Linked DNA regions of Mus musculus: all the other regions are linked to region 3. The links are chromatin contacts, called in public Hi-C and HiChIP or PLAC-seq maps. All regions are on one chromosome and are shown on one strand. The core of a region is the stretch at or near the end of the contact, and the rest is flanking DNA. Distances in the headings are between cores, read along the strand shown. Region 1 overlaps Zfp827 (zinc finger protein 827). Region 2 overlaps 1700011L22Rik (RIKEN cDNA 1700011L22 gene). Region 3 has its middle 77 kb from the start of Otud4. Region 4 overlaps Zfp827 (zinc finger protein 827). Region 5 overlaps 1700011L22Rik (RIKEN cDNA 1700011L22 gene).

Evidence for each region. HiChIP or PLAC-seq counts read pairs in DNA pulled down with a chosen protein or histone mark. A called contact is a pair of places that touch in the nucleus more often than the background predicts.
Region 1: a contact with region 3 is called in a Hi-C map of uterus, with 7 times the contacts expected there. The contact joins two enhancer-like sites. A contact is called at or near these places in 1 of 15 datasets of contacts at CTCF or cohesin (the NIH/3T3 cell line), 1 of 484 Hi-C or Micro-C datasets (uterus) and 1 of 115 datasets of contacts at active chromatin or transcription factors (astrocytes).
Region 2: a CTCF HiChIP or PLAC-seq map of the NIH/3T3 cell line shows a contact between it and region 3, with 6 read pairs. The contact joins two enhancer-like sites. A contact is called at or near these places in 1 of 15 datasets of contacts at CTCF or cohesin (the NIH/3T3 cell line) and 2 of 115 datasets of contacts at active chromatin or transcription factors (cardiomyocytes and embryonic stem cells).
Region 4: a contact with region 3 is called in an H3K27ac HiChIP or PLAC-seq map of embryonic fibroblasts, with 7 times the contacts expected there. The contact joins two enhancer-like sites. A contact is called at or near these places in 2 of 115 datasets of contacts at active chromatin or transcription factors (astrocytes and embryonic fibroblasts).
Region 5: a contact with region 3 is called in a Hi-C map of uterus, with 3 times the contacts expected there. The contact joins two enhancer-like sites. A contact is called at or near these places in 1 of 15 datasets of contacts at CTCF or cohesin (the NIH/3T3 cell line), 3 of 484 Hi-C or Micro-C datasets (the 3T3-L1 cell line, the HL-1 cell line and uterus) and 4 of 115 datasets of contacts at active chromatin or transcription factors (astrocytes, cardiomyocytes, embryonic stem cells and 1 more).

The regions. Positions count from the first base shown.
Region 1 is chr8:79,073,832-79,078,610 of GRCm38.p6, reverse strand. It overlaps Zfp827 (zinc finger protein 827), which reads right to left. Exons shown (of 15, transcript NM_178267.3): 4 at 2,073-2,553. Among named protein-coding and RNA genes, the nearest start is that of Zfp827, 48 kb to the right of the region's middle. Within about 2 kb of position 3,405, at least 9 of the 459 cell types and tissues checked have an H3K27ac peak or open chromatin away from gene starts, as enhancers often do. A contact at or near this core is called in uterus, where this site is marked.
Region 2 is chr8:79,223,813-79,228,388 of GRCm38.p6, reverse strand. The region is part of intron 2 of 1700011L22Rik (RIKEN cDNA 1700011L22 gene); the gene reads left to right. Among named protein-coding and RNA genes, the nearest start is that of 1700011L22Rik, 22 kb to the left of the region's middle. Within about 2 kb of position 1,823, at least 53 of the 459 cell types and tissues checked have an H3K27ac peak or open chromatin away from gene starts, as enhancers often do. A contact at or near this core is called in the NIH/3T3 cell line, where this site is marked.
Region 3 is chr8:79,560,329-79,564,889 of GRCm38.p6, reverse strand. No RefSeq gene overlaps it. Among named protein-coding and RNA genes, the nearest start is that of Otud4, 77 kb to the left of the region's middle. Within about 2 kb of position 2,694, at least 132 of the 459 cell types and tissues checked have an H3K27ac peak or open chromatin away from gene starts, as enhancers often do. A contact at or near this core is called in the HL-1 cell line, the NIH/3T3 cell line, astrocytes and 3 more, where this site is marked.
Region 4 is chr8:79,094,900-79,099,112 of GRCm38.p6, reverse strand. The region is part of intron 5 of Zfp827 (zinc finger protein 827); the gene reads right to left. Among named protein-coding and RNA genes, the nearest start is that of Zfp827, 69 kb to the right of the region's middle. Within about 2 kb of position 1,257, at least 43 of the 459 cell types and tissues checked have an H3K27ac peak or open chromatin away from gene starts, as enhancers often do. A contact at or near this core is called in embryonic fibroblasts, where this site is marked.
Region 5 is chr8:79,207,418-79,212,179 of GRCm38.p6, reverse strand. It overlaps 1700011L22Rik (RIKEN cDNA 1700011L22 gene), which reads left to right. Exons shown (of 6, transcript NM_026315.1): 6 at 1,423-1,750. The coding sequence ends at 1,530. Among named protein-coding and RNA genes, the nearest start is that of Gm30271, 7.9 kb to the right of the region's middle. Within about 2 kb of position 3,314, at least 255 of the 459 cell types and tissues checked have an H3K27ac peak or open chromatin away from gene starts, as enhancers often do. A contact at or near this core is called in the HL-1 cell line, the NIH/3T3 cell line, astrocytes and 2 more, where this site is marked.

The DNA.
Region 1 (4,779 bases), core at 2,156-4,655, 490 kb after region 3:
CCTGCTCATGCTCTAGACCTGAAAGCATCTGGATTCAGAGAAGGGAACACACCTTAGAACATACTATGCACCCCTCCTCAGCTTGTTCTTATCTGCTAAGAAAGGAAGCATCCACCACACTAAGTTATGCTAAATGAACGTGCCGTTCGATGTCCTTCTCTTGGGACTGCACTGTAGGAGACCAGAAAAGGGATCAGCTATAGGTAACAGCTTGGGATTTTTCATTGTTATGTTATTGTTTGGGGGGACAGGGTTTCAAGTAGCTTTGTCTGCCCTCCTCCCAGGATTGGAGGTGATCACCACCATGTCTGAGTACCCTACAGGGAATATCCCAAAGGATCTGGGAAGGCCAAAGGGGAACACCTATTTCCCTCATATTTTGGGGAAAAAATTAAATATAAATCTCAGAGTAGATCCTGTTTCCTATAAATCTCAGAGTAAAATCCTGTTTCCCTTGAGGCTGAGATGAAAAAGGAGAGAGAAGTTAAGAAATGGAAACCTGGGCCAGATGGAATAAAAGCCCCAACAGGCCCAGGCAGTGGAGCATCCTACAGTGTTACAAGCATCCTGTAACTCCCCCCTGCTCCCTCCATCTTGGATCATTTTCTGGATGCCTCATTTTTCATCCCTACCCTCTTTTGTCTCCTCCACTCATGTCTCCCACTGCCGAGGGGGCAAAGATCAGGGTGAGAAGGTACATTCCAAAAGACCGGACTGAAGTGTCACAGAGCAAAGGGACTTCAGAGTGAAGCTGAGCCTCTCATTCACCTGGCAATGACATTTAGTGAAATACTACGCATGGTCCATTTAAAGGAAGGCGGTGACCAATTATTCTCCATTTAAAGGGTATTGTCAATCTCCAGAGAGCTGAAATGGCATTTGGAAATCATCCTGGGGACTGCCACCTTCACTGACAGACAGAACCCATTCTCAACCGACCTTTCTCCACCCTCGACAATGCCTTTAAAATTTAAAATCGTATTTTCGAAACCAGCAAAGGCCTACATGTGTTATTGCTGCAAGAGAGTAAGAAAAACATCTACCAGTGCCCCAGCCCCATGCATCATTGCTAGTTCATCAAGTCATTGAAAAGTAAGAAGCCTACAGTGTGCCAGCAAAGGGAAACAATGTCTACTAGCAAGACATATTTCATAACTTACACATCAGCCTCTCTTCAAAGGGCATTAGGGCAGTTGGGAAAGGATTCTTGAAATTTTTTCTTAAATTCCACTTTAGTGGAGATGCTTGCAACAGCCATGTTCATAGAGACAGAAGGTAAATAGTGGTTGGCGGGGAACGAGGGGAAGGCTGGCAGGGACTCTGTCACAGGGTGATGCAGCTTGAGAGCGGGACACGTTTCCAGAGATGGGTACACAACAATGTAACGCTAATGCCACTAAAATGTACACCTGAAAAAAAATGTCTAAACCAGGATATCTTCAGTATGTATACCCCAATGCAAAGATCCCGAGAGACTCACAATAACCTTTAACATTTGTTTAAATTAGAAAAGTCTGTAATTCCTCATGGTAGATTCTTTATATGTTCTTTAAAAAAAAAAAAAGAAAAGATAGAAAGAAAGAAAGAAAAAAAAAGAAAGAAAGAAAGAAAGAAAGAAAGAAAGAAAGAAAGAAAGAAGAAAAAAAGCTTTGCAATTAAAACAGGAAAGAGCCTGAATACCAAAAAAAGGGAGACACACTTCAGAGACACCAGCACAAAGCAAGCAAAGGAACTAGGAAGCACAAAACACAAGCCTCGCTTACTCCCCTAGTGCCCACTGAGTAAGAGCCCAAATCCAGGCGGGAGGAAGGGGCGATCCCCATTGTTTCCAGACCCAAGCAGAAGTAACGCTTATTTCCAAAGGAGTACTAAAACAAAACATAAAAATAAAAATAAATAAATAAATAAATTTTAAAAAAAGGGATAAGACAGGGGAAGGGAAGGTGGGAAGGAAGGAAAAAGAAAATTTATCAAAGTGTGAAGTACTAGAGCTCAAGGAACTGTGGAAGCATCTAATCCTACCATCCTATTGTACAGATGGGGAAAGGGGGGACACAACCCTAAGCAAGTACCTGACAGCTTCATGAGAAAATCGGAGGCCATCTTAACCGAGATGTCCTGGCTGAACAATACTGCTGCACTGTTGGACACATACTCGGAGGGGTCTTTCAGCTTTGTGTGGTTGGCGGGCCTGTCGGCAGCATTCAAGGTAAAGGAGGTGGGCAGGCCGTTATCTTCCTTGGGCTCCTCCTTCACCAGCAAAGGTGCAACGCCAGCCCCACCCTGGCCAGTCCTCTCTGGCGTGTTAGACGTCATCACGGTCCCCACTAGCTCTGTCCCTCCTCCTTCCCTCTGCTGCCCCAGGCAGCCACTGTCACTGAGGTGGGGAGATCCCTTGACATCTGGGTCTGGGATCTCCTCCTTCACCTTGGCCTCTGTCCTCAGGAAGTGCTGATGGCAACGCATGTGCAGTTTCAGGCTGAAGTGGCGTGAGGATGTGAAAGGGCACAGCTGGCACTGAAAAGTCTCTCCCCGGTCCTGATGCTGATGAACCTGCCGGAGAAGCAAGAAGAGTCGGACTAGTCACTGTGTGCATGGCCACATGTTCGCCACACGTTCATCACACGTCCGTCACACGTTCGTCACACATTCGTCCCTCAGTTCATACAGGGCCAGGGAAGAAAAGTACCAGAGAGGCTGCTCTCAGTGACGCCCTGGATAAAATAACATCAGTCCGGAAACACAGAGTGGGTCTGTGGAGGTTAGGTCTATCCTGACCCTCTCAATGCTCACTTGGGTAGAATTGTTCTAATGAGCTATTCAATGGATCTTACTTGATAGACCTTGAGAACAAACTTATGTAATCAATAGTTAGGGATCAAAGGGCATAACCTTTCATTCTCTCAGAACAACAATCTTTAGTGCAGATCCAGTGATGGCCACCCAGAGAATTTGCTGGTTTGCCAATACACACACACACACATACACACACACATCTCCAGGGTGTTCCAGCTTCACAGAAGAGGAGATAGAACACCCTCACACCCAAAAGTATCTTGAGCCCAGTTTCATATGAAGAAAGAAAAACAAGAGAAAAGCCATCTGGGCAGGAGGAAACCAAGTTCAAATGTCACTACAGCGTCTAGAAGATGTCCATTGTGAAGTGCAAGGGCAGCCACTCACACACAGCTCCGAACCTGCTTGTACCCAGGACCCGTAAAAAATGGCAAGAGACTTTTCTTTCATCCTGTCGCTACCAGATTTAGTGCTTAAAAGAGTGAGGAACTCATTGGATTGGCCCAAACCTAGCTTCAAGCTGGCAGGTGTTCATAAACTTGTGACTTCCCCATTCATCCCGCCAACGTGCTTCAGTATTGACCTGCTACACCCTGCTATTTCAGGGCTGGCCCTCCTTCATGTTGGGACTGCCAATGGTAGAGATCTGTGCCAAATGATTTGGGGGAGTTGTGTGTGCTCTGAACAAACAAGAACGTAAGCAATTGGCACTTGCAACAAAACTGACGCTCCATAGGTCAGGGGTGACGGGGTGGGATTTGAACCTGGGTCGCGGTAGAGTTAAACGTTCACTTGTCCATCTTCTTGACCACCTGGCCACTCTGCTCATGTCTCCTTTCCAAGAGAATAAGTTTTACTGCAGCTGTTTATGCCTTCTGAATGAAATCCAAAAGCATTCTTCACCAGCCAAAACACACTTTAAATAATGTTAAGCGACCAACAAAAGCAAAGAAATTAAAAGTTAGTTGTGAGGTCCCGCTGCCACAGTGCCCCACTGTGGTGTTCTGCAAAAAACAACACAAGATATTCTGGGCCCTTTGAAGTCTGTGTTTCTCAACAGAAATAGCCATAAAAACTTCTAAAAAAAAACTCCAGTTGTGATGGAGTCCTGCCTGTCAGTGCAAAGGCTTCTCCTGTACCCCAGCAGAGGGCGGAGGTGAGGAAACACCCCATCCATCCCTCCAACAGAGCCCCTTCCTGTTGTTTGCCACAGGAGGACTTCTCTGGGCACTGATCCTTCCATTAGCTTTCTCATAGAAGCTTCCCCACCAGCTTCTCAGCCTGGGTCACTCAGGAAGAGGCCCCGTGGAGGCCTCAGGTCACAAGCTCAAGGGCTCCTGACAGGTGTCAACACAGGCATGCCCAGAACCAGGAGGTAAAGGTCACTGGGCAGGACACTTCATGGCCCTGAGCTCGGTGCCACGGGATGGATTCCACTTCCGAAGCACCCTCACATCTCCCGACCCCAGAGAGGAGGTAAGCCAGGAAGAGAGGCTCCAGCAGCCACTCTGGGAGGAGAAATGGGACAGAGGAGCTCTGATTCCAAAATCAAAGAGGGATGGGGGTGGGGCCCTCACTGAAAAGAGGCACCATGTGCAAGATTCCTTGAGGTTCCTTTTCCACAGTAGCCTAACCTTGTTGTGCTCCGTTTTAGGCAATTTAGAATAAGTTGAAAGGCAAAACTGGGTTCACATTGGCACTTGGAATTTTATTTGAGCTAATGTGGCTTAGTGTGGACTTTGAGAGAAATACTGTCCCCACCACCTGGCCCTTGCATCACCCTCCTCTCCTGACAGAAGAGAGCTTTTCTGTTATAATTTTGATTCTCTTGAGCCAACACATGCTTTGAAGTTCCTCTTGAACCTCTGTAGAGAAGAAATGCTGGCCTATAGCACGATAGGCTCGCTGGAGTATCTCACAGGTGTCACTGATGTGCCATCAATGCCATTTCTAGGGTAATAGATGTGGGACACTTGGGTTCAT
Region 2 (4,576 bases), core at 574-3,073, 340 kb after region 3:
AGCCAGGATTCTTTGCTGAGCTCTAGACCCTGGCTGGTTTGGGTTCTTGCCTCTGCTCCTTGTCCCTAGCTTCCCTCAGTACCAAGATTCTGAGTAGATTCAGAGAAAATTAAGACTTTTGGGTGGCCAGAGACTCACTTATTGCTCTCTCCTACCCCATGAGAAAATGCCAGGCTGAGATCTTTCTTGGCACTGAGCAAGTGAAATGGCTTTTCTGGATCTTCAGTGTGTCGGCTGTTGAGTCATCCATTTCAGTGATGTGCAGGAAGTTTCCCCTTGGGTGTCTAGGCTCCCACAAAGATGTTATCATCTGTGGTTGGAATCCATGTGTTTACATCAAGCTCTGCTCAAATGTAATGAGAGAAGAATCCCATTCTACCGTCTTTCTGCATCTTTCTCCTCTACTTCCAGACTCCGGGGTATGATCTATGTGGTTTGCACTTGCCTCACAAGGGACTAACCATGTTCTACTCAAGATATATTGCTTGTAAAAGAGACAGTTACTCTGAGATGTTTCCCTTCCTCAATATTAGTTCTAGACTGTGCTTTCTAGCAGAGTCCGGCACTTACTGATTAAACTCTGAGCTCGGCTGGACATGCCGCGCTCAATGAGACACCAGAGAATCATTTGCTGCTCATTCTTGGTTGCTAGTCTCGCCCACTCTATCTTAGCCATTTGAAGTTAACAAGAGATATTTTATAGTACATTAGTTACATTAACTGTATTATATTAAATACATTAATACATTAAGTAGTTTAATAATACATTAAACCCTCACTCACCTTCAGTATTTCTATACAACTAAAGAATGACTTTCTTTATACAAAGGCCAAAATGATGATGTGTAGGCTTGTGTTCCCTTGGCATCCTAGAGCCTTTTGTCTCGACCTGCAGGCAAGGAGTCAGGGCTAAGGAAGACACGCCCATTCTTTCCTCCCTTGATCCTGGAAGTAACATTCCTTCCTTACACTCAGTGTGAGATCAGAACTCTGACTGCTCAACCACATCCTAGCAACAGCTGCACTCTGGAGAAGGGTGACAGCTGCCGGTCCTGCCACCTAGTCTGACTCTGGGGAAGAAACAAAGAGATTGTCCTGCATAATGGCCATCTCTCAGAGCCGAGTCCCTAAATGGTTAATAATCACAAATGATATTTGAGCACACCATAACATATCTGGTATTCTGCCCATTTGATGAACTATTTAAAGTTGTAGCATGCTAATGGGGAGAGCTGGGTGGTGGAGAGAGTCGCTGGGCAGCCTTGTGGGTATTTGCTAACGGATAGAGATAAAGATCTTCAATGTTTTCATCGGGTGGTGCTGATACCCTCTTTTACTAATAAAACTTGACTTTATGAGAAGAGTTTGAGATGGAATTTCAGTGTTCCTCTATGGTTTGTTGATACACGATGATAGGAAAGATAGCCATTTACATTGTGGTTAAAATCAGGCAAGATTTTGTTCCCTTTGTGTTAAAGAGAAAAACTAAAGCACACTATGTACTTACAGGCAGGGCCAAACTCACATTGCTGAGCTAAGGAGTTGGCTCACATTGTTTACAGCAGGGGTTCTCAACCTGGGGTTGAACAGCCCTTTCACAGGGGTCACCTAAGACCATATCAGATGTTTTCATTATCATTCATAACAGTAGCAAATTTACAGTTATAAAGCAGCAACAAAAATAATTTTGTGGTTGGGGTCACCACAACACGAGGAACTGTATAAAAGAGTCGCTACATTAGGAGGGTTGAGACTCACTTTATAGGAAGACAAGTTGACCAGGGCCTCTGGCCTGAGTACCACAAATCTCATTCCATTTACATGACTGTTTTTGGCCTTTAGAAAACCAGCTAACCCTAGTGATGACCTGTGGTCTGATGGCTATTGTACAGGTCCAGAGGTAGATGGGTGGTGGTCCAAGAGGACCCATTTTAATCATCCTGTGACACATTCTCCCTACTAAAAACAACCTCAGAAAGCCACAAGAACTAACAAAAACATCTTGCCTGTCATGTTTTGCCAACCTAGTCTTTTTCCCAAACAGGGAGATACTAATACATGAAGAAGATGACATTTCTTCTCTGTTTCCTGCCAGGCTTGGGTTAAATCGTACTTCCTTTACCGAAGCCTGAAGGGCCATGAGGATGTGGCCCCAGTGCCACCCCATATTTCCTATTCATTTTATTCAATGTCTTCTAGCTATATTGTCTTCACTTGAAAATGTGCAAACACCAAGCCAGCTTTTGCCTCAGGACCCTCACCCACCGCTCTTTCAGGAACACAATTATCTGAGCTCTACCTTTCTCTCTGTTTGCTTACCTTTGTCTCTCTAAAAACAAGCTTCCTGCAGCCAACAACTTGTAGTATTTGTCGTGGATCTTCAGTGTCTGGCACAGAGTTCAAAAGAAAGCAGAATCCTCTGTGATCGTCTGTCTTGATCGCCAGGTTGACTGGATTGAGAGCCGCCTGAGAGATTAGATGAGAAGGCTGCTGAGTGTGTTTGTGGAGACTTTTCCAGCCGAGCTTAGACGGGGCAGAAATGCCCTCGCTGAGCTTAGTCAGCACCACATGAAAGCTGAGAGTTTGGAGGAATGAAATGAGGAAGCCCCTAGCTGAGGTTTTCTCTCACTTCTGCTTCCTGACTGCCTCATGGTGACAGCTTTGCTTCTCCATACATCTTATTGCATGTCCTTCTGTCCCGTTATGGCAATGGCAGAAGCCACCATGGAATGGAATGCTGAAATAAGAGCCAAAACATGCCTTCCCCTGAGTTGATGTTCTCCCAGTCTTTACTCTTATACAACACACTCTACAACTGGCCACCAGTGGTTATTGTTTGCTCTACCATTTCCCACAATGATTCATTCTCTCTTGCTCTCTCTCTTCTGTTTGTCTTCTTTATTCATTTTTAATTTATTATTCTTTCATATGTTGCATCCAGGAGGCATTTTCCCCTCTTTCCTCCCCTCCAAGTCCTTCTCCCCATCCACCCCTCTTTCATTTCTCTTCAGATTTCCAGCCTCTATGGATGTCAAGCAGTAAAACTAGGTACCACCTCTCATATTAATGCTGGACAAGGCAACACAATGATACTTTCTTAGCATTCCATGTAACAGCGGTAACACTGTAAATGCAGTGACTGAGCAGGCCACAGTACTGCTTATGCAGTTCTTGTCCTAGGTTCTTAATGGACTGAAGCTGGGCAAAGCCCAAATGTGCAACATATGTACATATGGTTTGAATAAAAGTTGGTACTAAAACTGGGGTTGTTGTTCTGAAGAACTTGACACTATTTTGTTGTTGTTTGAGGAATGTGGAAGACTTTGGAATTTAGGACTGGAAAATCTATTGAATACTGTAAGCAGTGTCCAATGGGGCATTCTAGTGGGATGCTAAAAAATAGTACCAAGAGCAATGTGGATAGGAAGGCCCAGCACCTGAAGCTTCAGAGGGGAACAAGACCTCTATAAACAGTGCTATAGTGGCCATTATTTGGCAAATAAGCAAACTGCATTCTGCCGGTGTTCTAAGAACTTGCCTGAAGCTAAAATAAAAGCTAGCAGACTGATTTCTTTGGTGGAAGAAGCTTCGAGAGAGCATAACAGAGCTTGGGCCTGCTGGTGCTGATTCCTCTCATACAGATCTACCATGAAAAGGAGCAAAAAATTGGCAGAAAGGAAAGAAAATGTGCAATTTGGAGATGAATGAACACTCCAGAAGCTTGACGTCATTGAAAGTCCAGTGCAAAAGAAGAGGCTGTGATTGTTAAGGAGGGCAGCACGTTACAGAAAGGCATTTGCATTAGAATGACAGGAACGGTGTCCGCAGGGCAAGATGCTGAGCAGCTAAAGCTCCAGTTTGTGAAAGGAAAAGCCAAACTATGTGTTTTGCGGGGGGACGGGTCCTAGAAAGCAAACACACACAAAAGCTGATGCTAATGCTGTTCACACGGGGAAGAGCGCAAGCCAAGCTGGCAGGCCCAGGGAAGAGCCATCCACGTGGTATTGGTTTGAGAGACAAGATGAAAGACTGGAGAGGTTATGGGTTCTTTCTGTGCAGTTTTAGAGAGACCCTAAGGTGAGCCAACACATGCCAGGGTCAGAGTGGCTCTGAGGGGAGGCCCTGAGGGGCCACAATATACAGGAGTAAAAGCAAAGCCTGGGAGATGGTGGACACGCCAAGATGCTGGAGATGCCAGGGAGATGGTGGACACGGCAAGATGCTGGAGATGCCAGGTCCATGAGATGTCTGTCACAAAGTACTGCACAGAAGGAGCAGAGAGAAAGAGAGGGAGAGAGAGACAGACAGAGAGACAGACAGATTGAGAGAGAGAGAGAGAGATCACAAGTAGGAAGCTAGCAAGCTAGAGGGAAAGAGGAATCCTAAGCCTTTGAAACTGAAGCCCTATTTGATGAACACGGAGCCTCAGGACTCCGTGTGTGCCCTGCTGGGGATTCTGTTTCTGATTATTTGTCTTTGGTTCAGTCTTTCCTCACCAAGCCCCCACCCTTCCCTGTTGGAATGAGAAGGTACACTCTGTCCCATCGTATGTTGGAAGCATGCAAATTGCTTTGTA
Region 3 (4,561 bases), core at 1,445-3,944:
CACACACACACACACACACAGGCTCACTCACACACACAGACATACACATACAGAACCCCACATACAGATCCATTCATACACACAGACACACACATACAGAATTTCACACACACAGAGACACACTCACACACACAGATACACAGGCACATTCACACACAAACATACACAAACACATGCAGACACACTTTCACAATACAGTCACACAGACACACATTCACATACATAGACATACACACAGGCACTCTTTCGCACATACAGTCACACACATACAGATACCCCACACAAGATACACTTACACACAGACACACACTCATACACAGATAAACAAGATCACTTATACATAGACATACACATACAAACCCACACACAGACACACTCAGATACAGACACACACACACAGACAGACACACATATACAAAACTTCACACACAGGCACACACACAGACATACATACACACACAGACATACACATGACACACACAAACAGAAACCCGCAACAGACAGAAACCTGCAAACAGTCACACACAGATGCACATTTTCACAATACACTCATAGAGACACAAACAGACATACACACTCATATACACAGGCACAAATGCACACACAGGCACACACACACAGGCACACACACACAGGCACACACACACAGGCACACTCACACATACAGGCACACACAGATACTCCACACAGACACACTCACACACAGACACACATTCACATACACAGACACAGTCTTTCATACACAGACACACACACAGACACACACACACACGATTAACTAAGGGAAACATGAAAGTCTTCTGAAATATGTTCGTTAATCACCAGCTTCACACAAGATCTCAGAAAGTGTTGGTATAAACCCCCGTGTACGCATATTTACTGTAGCACCATTGGTCAAAGCAAGCCACCTTGCCAAGCACAGAGAGAAGCTGGAGGGGACTCTAAGGGTGGGGATTTGATGAGGTGTGATTTCCCCACCAAGGGAACTGTTCTGGAGTTGGTAAATAGAATCTGGGTCAGCATCTATTCTGAAAAAATATAGTAATTGATCCAATTAAAATTGGCTTTTAGTATTTCTCTTTGTTCCATTACAAATCTGTGTATGTTTTAAATACAACTATAATATAGAAACTACTAAGAAGAATGAGAAAAACATCACTCAAAGCTTACTACCTAATAAAATATTTCTCAGAGTTCATTACAAATGATTCTAGAAATTTATGCACACACACACATGCACACACACACACACACACACACACACACACACACACACACTGACAGCGTCTAACTCCAGGCATAACCCGACAGCTGAGCCACCTCACCATTCCCTGGTCCTCTCATTATTCTAATATTACAAGTGGTACCTTTGCATCTAGAGGAAATGGAGAAAGCGGTGGCTCTGGGGGCCATGCCTAGGAACCTTATTTCTCTTGTCAGTGTTCTTGGAAGAAAATGTGTATGGAAGTTGGCAGATAGAGAGCAGGGGTCAGCACAGGAGAGAAGAGAACAGAAGTTAAGAATGTGAAGTCTTTATCTTTGGGCGCATATTTTCTCAGCCACCAGACTCCTTCATGGGAGGCAACAACACAGTGGCCTTGAGGAGGCTGGACGGGCTTAGGAGAAACTGAGGCTTTGTTGCCAGGAGCCCACAGTCAGTCATCCAGTTGCTGTCCTTTGTGACTGCCCCTTTCCTTTGCAGCGCTATTCTAAGAAAGATGGGTAAGACAAGAGGAAGGCAAAGTCCGGTTAACCCCTTGCAGAAAGCTGAGGCCTTTGAGAACATTCGCTAATTTGCATGGTGCCAACTTGCTCCTGTATTCCGAGGAGAGCTGAAACAAAATTCAGGAGGGAGTTAAAGTTGTAAACTAAGAAACACGAGCTTTCTAACGATCCTGATTTATTTTATTTTATTTTTTACATAAAAGTTGCACGTATGAGTGTGTGTATGTGTGTTTGTGTGTTGGTGGGGGTGTTAGATTCGAGCACATGGGTGCAGTGTCCATGGAATCCACAAGAGGGCGTTGGATTTCCTGAAACTGGAGTCACAGGTCATGGTGACCACCCAGCATGGGTGATGGGATCTGACTTGAGAGCAGAATACGCTCTTATCAGTTGAGCCGTCTCTCCAGTCCTGCTTTTGGTTTGATAAAAATGCATATATCTGTGGACAGATATTTGTTCCATAGTGTAATATTTATTTTTATTACATATGTAATATAGCATAATAGCTTGCCCCCTTTTACAGTATTATCTATATATTAATTTTATCCTAGCTTGAACTTGTGGCTTGATAGGTAGCCCGGATGAGTCATTCGAACGAGAAAAGACATGATCTCATGAGCGTTATTTTAAAAGTTTACTCCATTATTCAGAAGTTTTTATGCTTCTAGAAACATCTCTGCCTCCCCAGTGGCCATCTGAGGACAGTGAGATAGCTGCTTCAGGGAAGAGAAGAAAAGAGTGAGCTGCTGGAAGCAAGGCTGAGGGTTACAGCTCACTGCCAAGTGCTCCAGCGGGCAAGGGCGACCCTCCCAAAGGCAAGTCCCTCCTCTCAGACCTGCAAGAGCATGACTTAGTGCAGATCTACCTCAGCAGCACGGTCTACCTCAGCAGCACGCTTCCTTCTTAGCTGCAGGGAGGGTAATGTACAGGAAAAGGTGACGTAATGATTGTCTCACTTTCCTTATTCTCTCCCAGATGAATAACCATCCACAGCAGGGGTGAGATCACTCACTATTAGTGGAATAACATCTGGTGAGCTAGGGCCCCCGGCCGAACTGTTGTTGGTTTGAAGCTATATTTAACCCTCGGAGACTCCACGATTGTTAAGTTTCATGGATCACATATGCAGCCCAGCTACACGGTGAATGTCTTTTTAAAGGGCAAAGAAACGCTCCTTAAAGGATTTTAACATGCAAGCTTTACTTTTCCTTATGAAGCAAGGCATTCACCTTTCTCAAAGGGGATCCTGGGCTATTATTAGAGTGGACCGTCTCAGACATGTGGCAGATGCCCTGGCCCTCTGACTCAGGCTCGGATGCTTGCCATAGCTGTCTAAGTTTAAATTTCAAATCGCAGATAGGAATCTCTCTCCTTCAATTTCCATTCTTATCCTTAATTTCCAGGCAGGCCTGCCATGCTGACAGTGGTGAATCTTGCGGAGTAATCTATCTAATAGATTTACCGTAAATGATGAATCATCTGGTACTTAAAATCTAATGAGCAATGCTCTAAGTCAATTTGACTTTTAAAAAAATGCGACTCAGCTAAGGTCATCAGTTAAATGTGCTAATGCAGAGTAACATAGAGGCTCAGATGCATGCATAGTCACAAAGCTGGAACACTCTGGGGTCTGTCCTGTGCCAAGGCCTTTAGGGCCTTAAAACTAGGACATAAAGGAGAAATGCATAGTGGTGCATGCCTTTAATCCCAATACTTGGGAGACAGAAGCAGGCAGACCTCTGTGAGTTTGAGGCTAGCCTGGTGTACATAGTGAGTTTCTGGATAGCCTGGGTTACTTAGTGAGACTTTGGAAAATAAAATAAACAGGCAAGTCACAATATGTAGCAAACAAGACAAGAGGTCATTTCATAACGACCAGGGACAGGCCTTCAATTTCAGGATCTTCTTATTTTTCCCCCCGACAAAATGTAGTAGTACTTTGTTGTAAAGATGCTAGTAAGCTGTTCTTCCTAAAATGTAAAGAATCGGTTGTGCTAGCCTAGGCTAGCAGACACAAGGGCCTGGGTTCAATCCAGAGAGCCACAAATGAATGAAACAAATAAAAACATCAAGTGTGAAAATAACCTTAACTTATTGAAAAAAATATAGAAAATACAATTAATTCACCATGATTTTAACAAAGCAGATCTTTGGGGCACAGGTTAATATTCTTTTTCTTACACTCATTTATTTTATGTATGTGTATGTGTTTATGAGTGGGGATGTATGCATGACTTGGAACATGGTAGATATCAGAGGATAATTTGTATAACGCCATTCTGGCTTTGTTGCCAGCCCCTTTATTTCCTGAGCTATTGTGCTGGCCAGGTTGGTCTTTTAAACTGGAGTACATGCAAACATTTTTCACATTATTAAATATTCTGCAATTTTCTTCTAAGTTGCCATGCAATATTATATAACATGGGTGTACTGTAATTCATTAAACCATTTCCCTACTGAATACTGAGTATGCTTCTAATTCTTGCCATTATTAATTAAGGCTATGAAAAAAATATGTGTAGCTAGATCTTTGCTCCCATAGATTATTTTTTCTTAATATTAAATTATGGAAATAAAACTGGTTCAAAGTGCATGCGTGCATTAAAGGGTTTTAATACCTGTCGAGCATAGCTTTATGCAGGTATGAGAGGCTTCACGTTTCCCTCCCAGGAAATGATGGTGTTAAGATTGGAGATGCTGTGTAGTTCCTTGCCTCAGTCTTCCTTCGGCTTCCTATCTATGTGGTAAGAGGGCTAGAGCAACGGGGAAACAGAGGTATTTTTGTTTCACCTATCTCCTCATTTAGTCTGTAATCCCATGAGCCAGGTGGAGTTCA
Region 4 (4,213 bases), core at 8-2,507, 460 kb after region 3:
CAAAATGTTAAAGGGAGTTCCATTCAGCTCACCAACTACAAGGTGCCTAGGGATCTAAACCATACGTCCACACAGAAACCTGTACAGGAATGTCCATAGTAACAAAGACTGGAACACAGACCATGTCTCCAGTAAAAAAATAAAGAAAATACAATGTAGCCATACAATTGGCAGCATTCAGCCGTAGAATAAGAATACAGGACGGATACCTAGGAGGCAATGAGATAGGCCAACAGGTAAAGATGCCTGCTATCAAGCACCGCAACCTGAGTTCAATCCTTGGGCTCACTTGGTGGAGAGAAACAACTCCCACCGGCCGTCTTCTGACCTGCACAGCAGAGCTCCCCACTCCCAAAATAAATAACATGCTATTTAACAACAAGAACCAATTTTACAGCATGACAGATGGGCCACGTAAGCATGAGTTCATGCATACAAAGAGTCCCCAGTAAGCAACTCTACTAAAACCGACCATAGATTAGTCAGTGGTTGCAGAGGCTGGGGCAGTGGAGGTGGGACAGTGACCAATGGCCGGTCGCTGAGCCTCAGAGAGCCACTTGTCTCCACCCCCTCTCCCCAGTGCTTGGATACCAGGTGCACACCAAAACACCCTGCTGTGCATCAGAATCATGACACCCCCCCCCCCAGCTCACTGAAGCAGCCATGTCCCCAGCCTTCAGGGGAGCTCAGGCTGTCCAAAAACTTGGGATCCTTCCGCATCTTGTCTCTGTCTCCAGAGAGAAAACCTGGCTCAGGAAAAATTCTTTCTTCCTTCCTTCCTTCCTTCCTTCCTTCCTTCCTTCCTTCCTTCCTTCCTTCCTTCCTTTCTTTCTTTCTTTCTTTCTTTCTTTCATTGAGATAGCATTAAAAAAAAATCTGGAATCCTTTGTAAAGCACAACCTGAAGTATTTATATCTGCAGTGCAATGCACATTCAATAAACCTTTCCATGTGTTCAGAAATATGCAAAGAAAAAGTAGTTTCCAATTTTAGTCTGATCGTGCCGCTGTTTTTATATTGTCAGATACGACAGCAGCGTGAGTTTGAGAATGTGGAGAGTAGAAAGAATTAATAAAACAAATAGACAAAATACCTTCCTATTAATAGCTCCAAATTACTTAACAGTATTTTTACATTTACTTATTTGTGTGTGTGTGTGTGTGTGCCTCTGCCACTGCACATGTGTAGGGTCAGAGGTCAACCCTTGGGTTGTCTCCCTCCAATCTGCAGCCCTCTGGGATGGAACATGAGCGCTCTGCCTCTGCAGTCAAGGTCCCCAGCATCTGGCAAGCCCAATCCTTAACCACTTCACACAAATCTGCTAGTATACGCTTAGCCATAGTTTGCAGGCAAGGAGAAGCGTAAGAACAATGTAAATTTAGGTTTAAAATGTTTTAGGACTGGGTGAGGTGGGGCACGCCTCTACTCCCAGCACTAAGTAGACAGAGGATGGTGGATCTATATAAGTTCAAAGCTAGCCTGGACCACATAGTGAATTCCAGGACAGCCAGGGCTATGTAGGGACTCTGTGTAAATAATAATAATAGTAATAATAATAATCTTTAAAAATGTTTTACAGGTCTCACATCTTTTCCATTACTCAATTTAGCATCTTGTCAGTCTGATGAAGGCAAGTTTTGTGGTGATAAAGTAAAGAATAACTTTCCTTCTTACAGATTATTACTGGTGCCCCGCATTATGCTCTAGCTTCTATCTTACAAGTGCCTCCAACACCCGTGTCTTAAAGGCTGATCCCCAAGTGGCACAGAAGGGATGGGCGTGCCTTAGGCAGGTGGGAACTAGAGGAAGTCTTCAGGTCATTGGGGCGTGCCCTCCAAGGTGACTGTGAGACCCTGGGCTCTTTTTCCTCTCTTTTCCTTCTGACCATGCTCCGTCGGAACACTCTCGCCACAGCATGCTGCTGGCTCGCCGCAGCCCACACAATGGGACTTATTACTCACTGACTAGAATCTCCAACTCGGAGCCAAAACAAACGCTTTCCTTTGTAAACTGATTACGGCATGTATTTGTTAAGAGTGGAGGACAGTTGACTGACTAAAGACATGCTGCTCAACGTGGTTACATGGAAATACAGTGTACTCATGCATGAACATCTCACAAAGACTAAATAAAAGTTTACAAAAAAGTACCACCCCTTTCCAAAGGGGGGAAAAATAGCACATACCAGAAAAAAAGTTTCAGCCTGAAAAATAATTTTGCTGAAATTTCTCATTTATCTCAAGAAATTCTTCAGAACAAAGAAGCCTACAACATGGTGTTTGATGCTGTTTGGAGTGGTGTAGGGAGATTTTCTCTAAAAACATATCCAGAAATAATTCCAAAATATAACTGCAATGGGCACTAGCAAGAGGTATTCTGGGAAGCTCAGAAGCACCGTGACCTTACGTGTCACACACGTAAGAGATGCCCTTCTTCAAAAGTGATGGTGCTAGATACTGTCATCTCATAATAAATGACAGGACTCATCATGGAAGAATTGGTTCTTTTTCTAAAAGAAATGAAGACATTTAACAGAGCTTTGTTTCACATCAGCTTCATCTCTTCCGATGGACCAAACTCATTCCCCTAGCCATTTTCCCTGCACACTGGGCTATTTATAAAGCCTTAGCTGTCCAGGTCACTAGGAAGGAGTCTCAAAACAGGCTGCCAGTCGCTCCTGCAGAGGTACAGGGTCTTCACCCAAAAACCCAGAGCAGACCTCGGAATGTGAGTCTCCCATGTCCTAGTGGTCTGCAAATTGGGGCTAGGTTCCACTGAGCCTCTACCAGAAAGGAGTGGAAACCAGTTTGAAGACCTAAGCACACACACTTCCAACCAGTGCTGGAATAAAGCAGTCCGTAGACTTGTTCCTCCAAGTCTGGAGTGCTGTGCATGTTGCTGTCTCTTCTTGGTTCCTGTCCTTCCTTGTCCTGTCTACCCAAAGACTCATTTCTGGACAGTCTGCTGCCTCACAGCAGTCTGACAGAGTAACAGGACAGACATCAGACACGTCTGTCAACAGGCCCTTCCTTACCACTAGATATACAAGGGTCCACTGCTAAGTGTCACGTAATAGGTAGTCACAGACATCCAGTTATTTCATCATAGTGGGCTGCTTCCTTTATGGTAATTAATTTACTAGGTTCAGCTGTCAGGCACTGACCTGCATAACTAACAACTGGAAAGGGAATCGGAACCACAGTAAAGAAGAGAACTCAAGAGCCTCCCAATACAGAGGCTGGGGAAGGTTTAGCTTGGTTCTAACTCACGTGTGTTCCCCCCCCCCCCTTCCAGGAACACTAAGTGTGCACTTGGTAAGCACCCAGCCTATGCAGGCGTCTCCACATAGGAACGACTCGTGTGATGTGTGCCTGGGCCAACCATTCAGCCTTACAGAATGAGCCTGAGCTACTTTAAACATGGAAACAAGAGACAGCCCAAATCACTGACTAGCTGCTTCTTGTTAACTCACTGGAAACCTACATAAGAAAGTTAGTAAGAAAAGAGAGAAAGAAAATCCTTTTCCTTCGCCATTCTTCAGGTCAAAACAGAAACGAAGCAAAGTACGTCCCAGGCACTGTTGTTACGATAACACTATCTGTCGTCTTCTTCCCTCATCTGAGGGTTCAACCTCCATGTCATCAGTTACTTCAGTCAACGGTGTTCCCAAAATAGTAAATAATAATTCCACAACAGACTATTTATAGATTTGAACAACTTGTATTATAATACACTGTTGTAGCCAGGTGGGGCAGTGAACGCAGAGAGAGGCAGACAGATCTCTGTGAATTGCAGGCCAGCTTGGGCTACACAGTGAGTTCCAGGCCAGCTCGGGCTATACAGTGAGACCTGGTCTCAAAATACAAGAAACAAAAGAAATTTCTGTGTTTGCTAGTCTCTTACTGTGCTGAATCATAAATGAGGCATCACCATGGCTAGAGTGTGTGTGGATCCTTTGTAGAGCTCTGTTGCTTCAGTCCCTGACTGAATGCCTCCCACTACGGATGGGTATAGTTATTCAAACAGTTTCTTTCTAACCAAAGGATTCTGCAGAAAATGACAGAGGCTGTAAATGGGATTGTACAAGTTGGGAAGACATGAGGACACCTGCCCACAGATTGCCTCGAACAAGACTCCGGAGGTAAATACCACCCTAGCTCTGTTCAGAGGCGTTGGGCAATGCATACTTACTCTCATCTATGAGGGAATCCGAA
Region 5 (4,762 bases), core at 2,065-4,564, 350 kb after region 3:
AAGTAGCACCTAAGATTGTCACAAGAATACCAATTATGCACACATGTCACTTTGAATAGGCTGGTCTGGGTCACCAAATGAACCTGGTAAATTTAGCTAACAGGGAAGGGTTGGACAGCTTTCCTTGGGTCGCAGACAGCTAAGCCTATTTGAATGGTATCCTTCCAGAATGAAGCAGTCGCTTTAGCATCTAGGGAATGCCGGCGCACTAGAAGGCAGCACCACAAGGAAAGATGCCGGGGTCTAGAAGCTGTGGGTCTGGTGAAAGATCCTGTGCAGTCAGTCATGGACCTGCTTCTCGGGTGGGGGAGGGGGCTCACTTCTGGGAAAGGAAGATGATTTCCTGAAAGTGTGCTGGTCGCAGCTTCCTCCTGGGAGTTGTCTAAGGGAATGATTAACTACAATTAAATAATTCGTTCTTGCTGCGTGGAGTTGCACGGGTGCCAGGCAATTTCATTGCCAATCAGTGTCAGAGCTGTACTGAGGGATGCTTGTCTTCCTCTCCTGACCCCTCCCCTAAATCCATTTTCATACATTCTATTGTGATGTACTAACAGTCCAAAACCATCCCCCCATCCCCCTCCTCTTTCCCTGTCACATTCGATAAATATGGGGCAGTTATCTGACTAATGTTGAGCCAGAATCCTGACCAAACCAAACCATGGCTTTAATGAGTAAAGCAACATTTAATATTTTCATTTTTTTATATGTACATATATGTCTGTACCTGATGCCCTCCCAGGCCAGAAGGCTCCAGTCCTCTGCAAATCTAGTTACAGATGGATATGAGTTACGGTGTGGGTGCTGGGAATTGAACCTGGGTCCTCTGGAAGAGCAGCCATCCCTCCATTCCCCACATTTAAAATATTTTAAAACAGGTACTGATATTTTAGGGGAAGGTGCAAAAGCCACCAGGTTGAGAATTGTCCATTTCCTGCCAGGCTGCCAAAATTCTTAGGGTTAAAAACATTTGCTTGGTGACCAGCTCCACTGGAAACTCTCTTTGAATTCTTCATGTTCGTGGAACCTGACTTGAAGAGGGTCATGATGTAGGACTGAAAAGCCGAGAACTCACACCCAGGATTGCCTGCTGGTTGGAAGTGGGAAAGCATAGTAAAGGTTCCTATCAGTGGGGGATGATGAAAGGGCCGAGACAAGAGACCGAGTCTTTAGCGTTTCTTAGAATTCTTGTCTTTTTAAATCCATCTTGCTTATTGATCTGTCCTTCCTGACTGAGGTACAATATATGAAACAGAAAGGGTTTATTTAGCTTTTTTTAAGATGGAAGAAAATGCAAAAGTGATGCCAGGCCCTGCTCATGAGTGATGTCTAGTTTGAAAGAGGCAATTTAAATCCTATTTTTGTGGGAACTGATCTTTGTGGATGCGCGAGTGTTGACAATCGAACCCTTTCTCCCTCCAGCTTCAGCGACAATGGGATTATGAAAGCAAGTTGGGCTCCTCGGAGGACTCAGGGACGGATCGATTCTCCTCCAATACCAGTGGAAGCTCAGGGCGCAAATTCAAGTGATTTCAAGAAAGAAGCCACAGACCTAGAGCCCTACCTCGTGTCTGTGTTAAGCCATTGAGACAGGAGTTCCAAGAAGGCTTTGATGGATTGTGCACATAGGGAAGATCTTGCTAGAAACTTCCCTGGGCTTCCTCCCTTATTCTTGTGTGTGTGCGCGCGCACACACGCACGTGTGTTGATGGGGAAGGGGTTTGTCATAAACATGATTAATGTTCCTTTACAAAGTGCCCAGGTTCACATTCTGCTGTTAGAACCTCACAAACGATAGCATGACCTCCACCTTAGTGGGCTCCAGAGTTATGTAGCCTGTCCTCTACCTCAGAGAAAGACCTTTCTGTTTTCCCTGTGCTATGACCCAGAAGGCCTGTAGCAGTTCCCTCCACTCAGGGAAAACTGGCTTTGCAGCTGGCTCCGCCTTCCGCGGCGCCCATAGGCCTGCGCCTCCCTCTTCCCGCTGCATCTGCCCTGGCGGGGTCCCCTCACAGCCGTGTGGTTGCCCTGCCCGAGAGCCGCTAAGGGACCTGGCAAAAAGGAGCAAGGCCACGGAATAGTTCCCTCCCGCTGGCAGCCATTCCTCTGCCACCCGGCGCTTCGGGGCCCCGATCCAGCCTGCACCCCAACCCACGGCTCCTGTTGAACAGGAAACACAAACGTCGCACCCTAACCCCCTAGCCGCACCCCAGGACCCAACCCTTAATATGTTTTTTTCCTTTAGCCCCAGGTTGGGCTAAATACATTCGCTGGGAGCCATCTGGTCTGCTTCCCCTTCATGTGGTTTCCATTAAACTCGCCAGAACCGTGCAATGTAAATGCAGCCCTGGGCCACTCCGGAGCCTCCAACAGTCTGCCCTGCGCAGGCAGAGCGAGGGGACCTCTGGGCAGACGCCCAGGCTGGCACCCAAGGACCATGCCCCAGTGACTGTGCATCACCACTCCTAAGGAGGCATTTATCCATGGCAAGGCTTTCTTAGTGCCCCAGTGTTCAGCTTTTGCTACATGCAAGCCAGAGTTTGTTAGAATTCTGTTTCCATTCTAAAAATCAATGTCAACAGCTTTACAGACAAATTTACAGAAATAACCTGGCCACAGAAACTCAGCGTGACCAGCAGCATGTCGGGAGGGCTGAGTCTGCCTTCTATGCAGACCGCCTTCTTCCCTGACTCCCCCTACCCCCATAGGAAAAAACAGAACAGAAAAAAAAAAGTTAGCTTATGGAAAAATACTGACTCACGCAGTGAATTAGGGTTTATAGTACAAGATAAAGGAGACAGGCCGATTTAAGGACTCATAATGTGCTGTATTTGGAAAGTTCTTCAGGTTTATCAAAGATTAGTCCGTTTATTGAGGAGACTGGAAAAAAGGGGGGGACGGGACGGGAAGCAGCAGGGGACCAGCCACAGGCACTTCCAGGCAGTGAAAGAGCCTCTGGTCAGAAGGAATTAACTTGTAGCCGTCCTGTTTTGTCCAGGGTCCTCCTTTTCCTCTGTCTCCACCACCAGCCTAGGTTTCCCTCCCTCCCTTTTTTCCTTTGCTTTCTTTCTGTTCTCTTCCCACCCCCACCCTGGCCAGGGGATTTTATTTGGGATTTTAAAATGAAACCAGGTGCTCCGTAAAACAAAGACAAAGTAGTAACAAGGAAACACGATCCAAGGCCTAAGGAATGCGCTGAGTTTCATGACTCAGGCTGTCCTGGCAAAAAAAGTAGGAGTGACATGAGAGGTGGGTGGCACCGAGCACAGACCATACATGGCAGCCCTGGCCTCCCCTGATAGGGTGGTCAATGCAGCCTGTGACTCACTTTGTAAAAGGCTTCCCAGGCTGGAGCCAAAGGATCAGCAACGGTTCCCTGAGGGGCAGATCCACGTGATAGGGCCAGGGCTACCCTGAGGTTTGGGCATCACATCCTAGGCAAAATGCCACCCTTTTCTCCAGGAAAGAGGCAGGCTTAGCAGACTGCCAAGTGCACTGGTGCCTTCAGGAGATTAACAACCTGCGGGCTTTAAAGTGACAAGGTCTCTCTCTCTCTCTCTCTCTCTCTCTCTCTCTCTCTCTCTCTCTCTCTCTCTCTCTCTCTCTTTCTCTCCTCTCTCTCTCTCCTCCCTCCCTCCCTCCCTCCCTTCCTCTTTCTCTCTCTCTCTCTCTCTCTCTCTCTCTCTCTCTCTCTCTCTCTCTGTATGTGTGTGTTGGGGGGGGGTGTGGTTGGGAGTTCTAAGTCTCTAGGATCGCTGAGGTGCCTTGGTTAGAGGGGGGTTAGGCTGCTCCTGGGAGAAAGTGGAAAGCTTGCCCATGGTGGGGCAGGAGAGGGGGTTCTGGGCGCCATTCCTCAGCAGTCAGGGCAACCAGCTCAAGGGATGCGTTATGCATAAACATGCAGGGAGACACCTAGGCAGACATCCACACATTCTCAGAATTCCTTTTAAATGAGCAGGGATGGTGTGAGGTACACTTTTTGTGTGTGTTAATAAGAGACAGGCTAAGAGTACTAAAAAGGTCCCTCCTAGCAGGGTGGTAGTGGGGGCTGAAATCGGACGGTAAGGTTCATCCTGGCCTCTCGTCATTACCTCTGCATGAGTAGAAGCAAGTGGTGTCCCTCACTCCTGAGAAGGCTGTCACGTTTCGAGTGAGAATGACTGACATAATGAGGTTTCCACATGCAGAAGCTGCACGGACTGGAGGCTTGTTTGCCTTCTCCTCTTTCCCATTCTGTGAAATACCCACCAAACAAGCTCTGCTGACTAGTCCATAATTTCAGGGAAATCACTGCTTAACTTTGTCATCAAAGGCAACCTACCTGGAAAAACTACAGTCTAAGAATGATGACTTCATAAATATTTATAGTATGAACAGGCGTCACTCCAGTCCTGTTGGAAAATGGGCCCATTCAGCTTTCTTTAAGATGTGACACTTGGGTGAGTGACATCTGTCATCCGGATCAGCCCTGCACTCCGTCCCTCTGAAGCATGTTTATGGAGTGATTATGCCTCTGAATATTCGCTATATTTAGGTCTGCTCCTCTCCTCTCAGCCCTCCTAAATCCCCAAAGAAGCAAAAAGCCAAGTTACCGATGGACGGTAGACTTGAACCGTCATGACAAAGCACAGGCCCTTGAATGTGTACTACAGGAGCATTTGAAGAGCTGAGAATTCAAACGGGAAAGCCAGTTGCTAGTATAGTATTCTTTCGCTAGGGTGGCTTTGTTGGGACTGCTGTCACAGGTGAGGGCTCTCAGCTG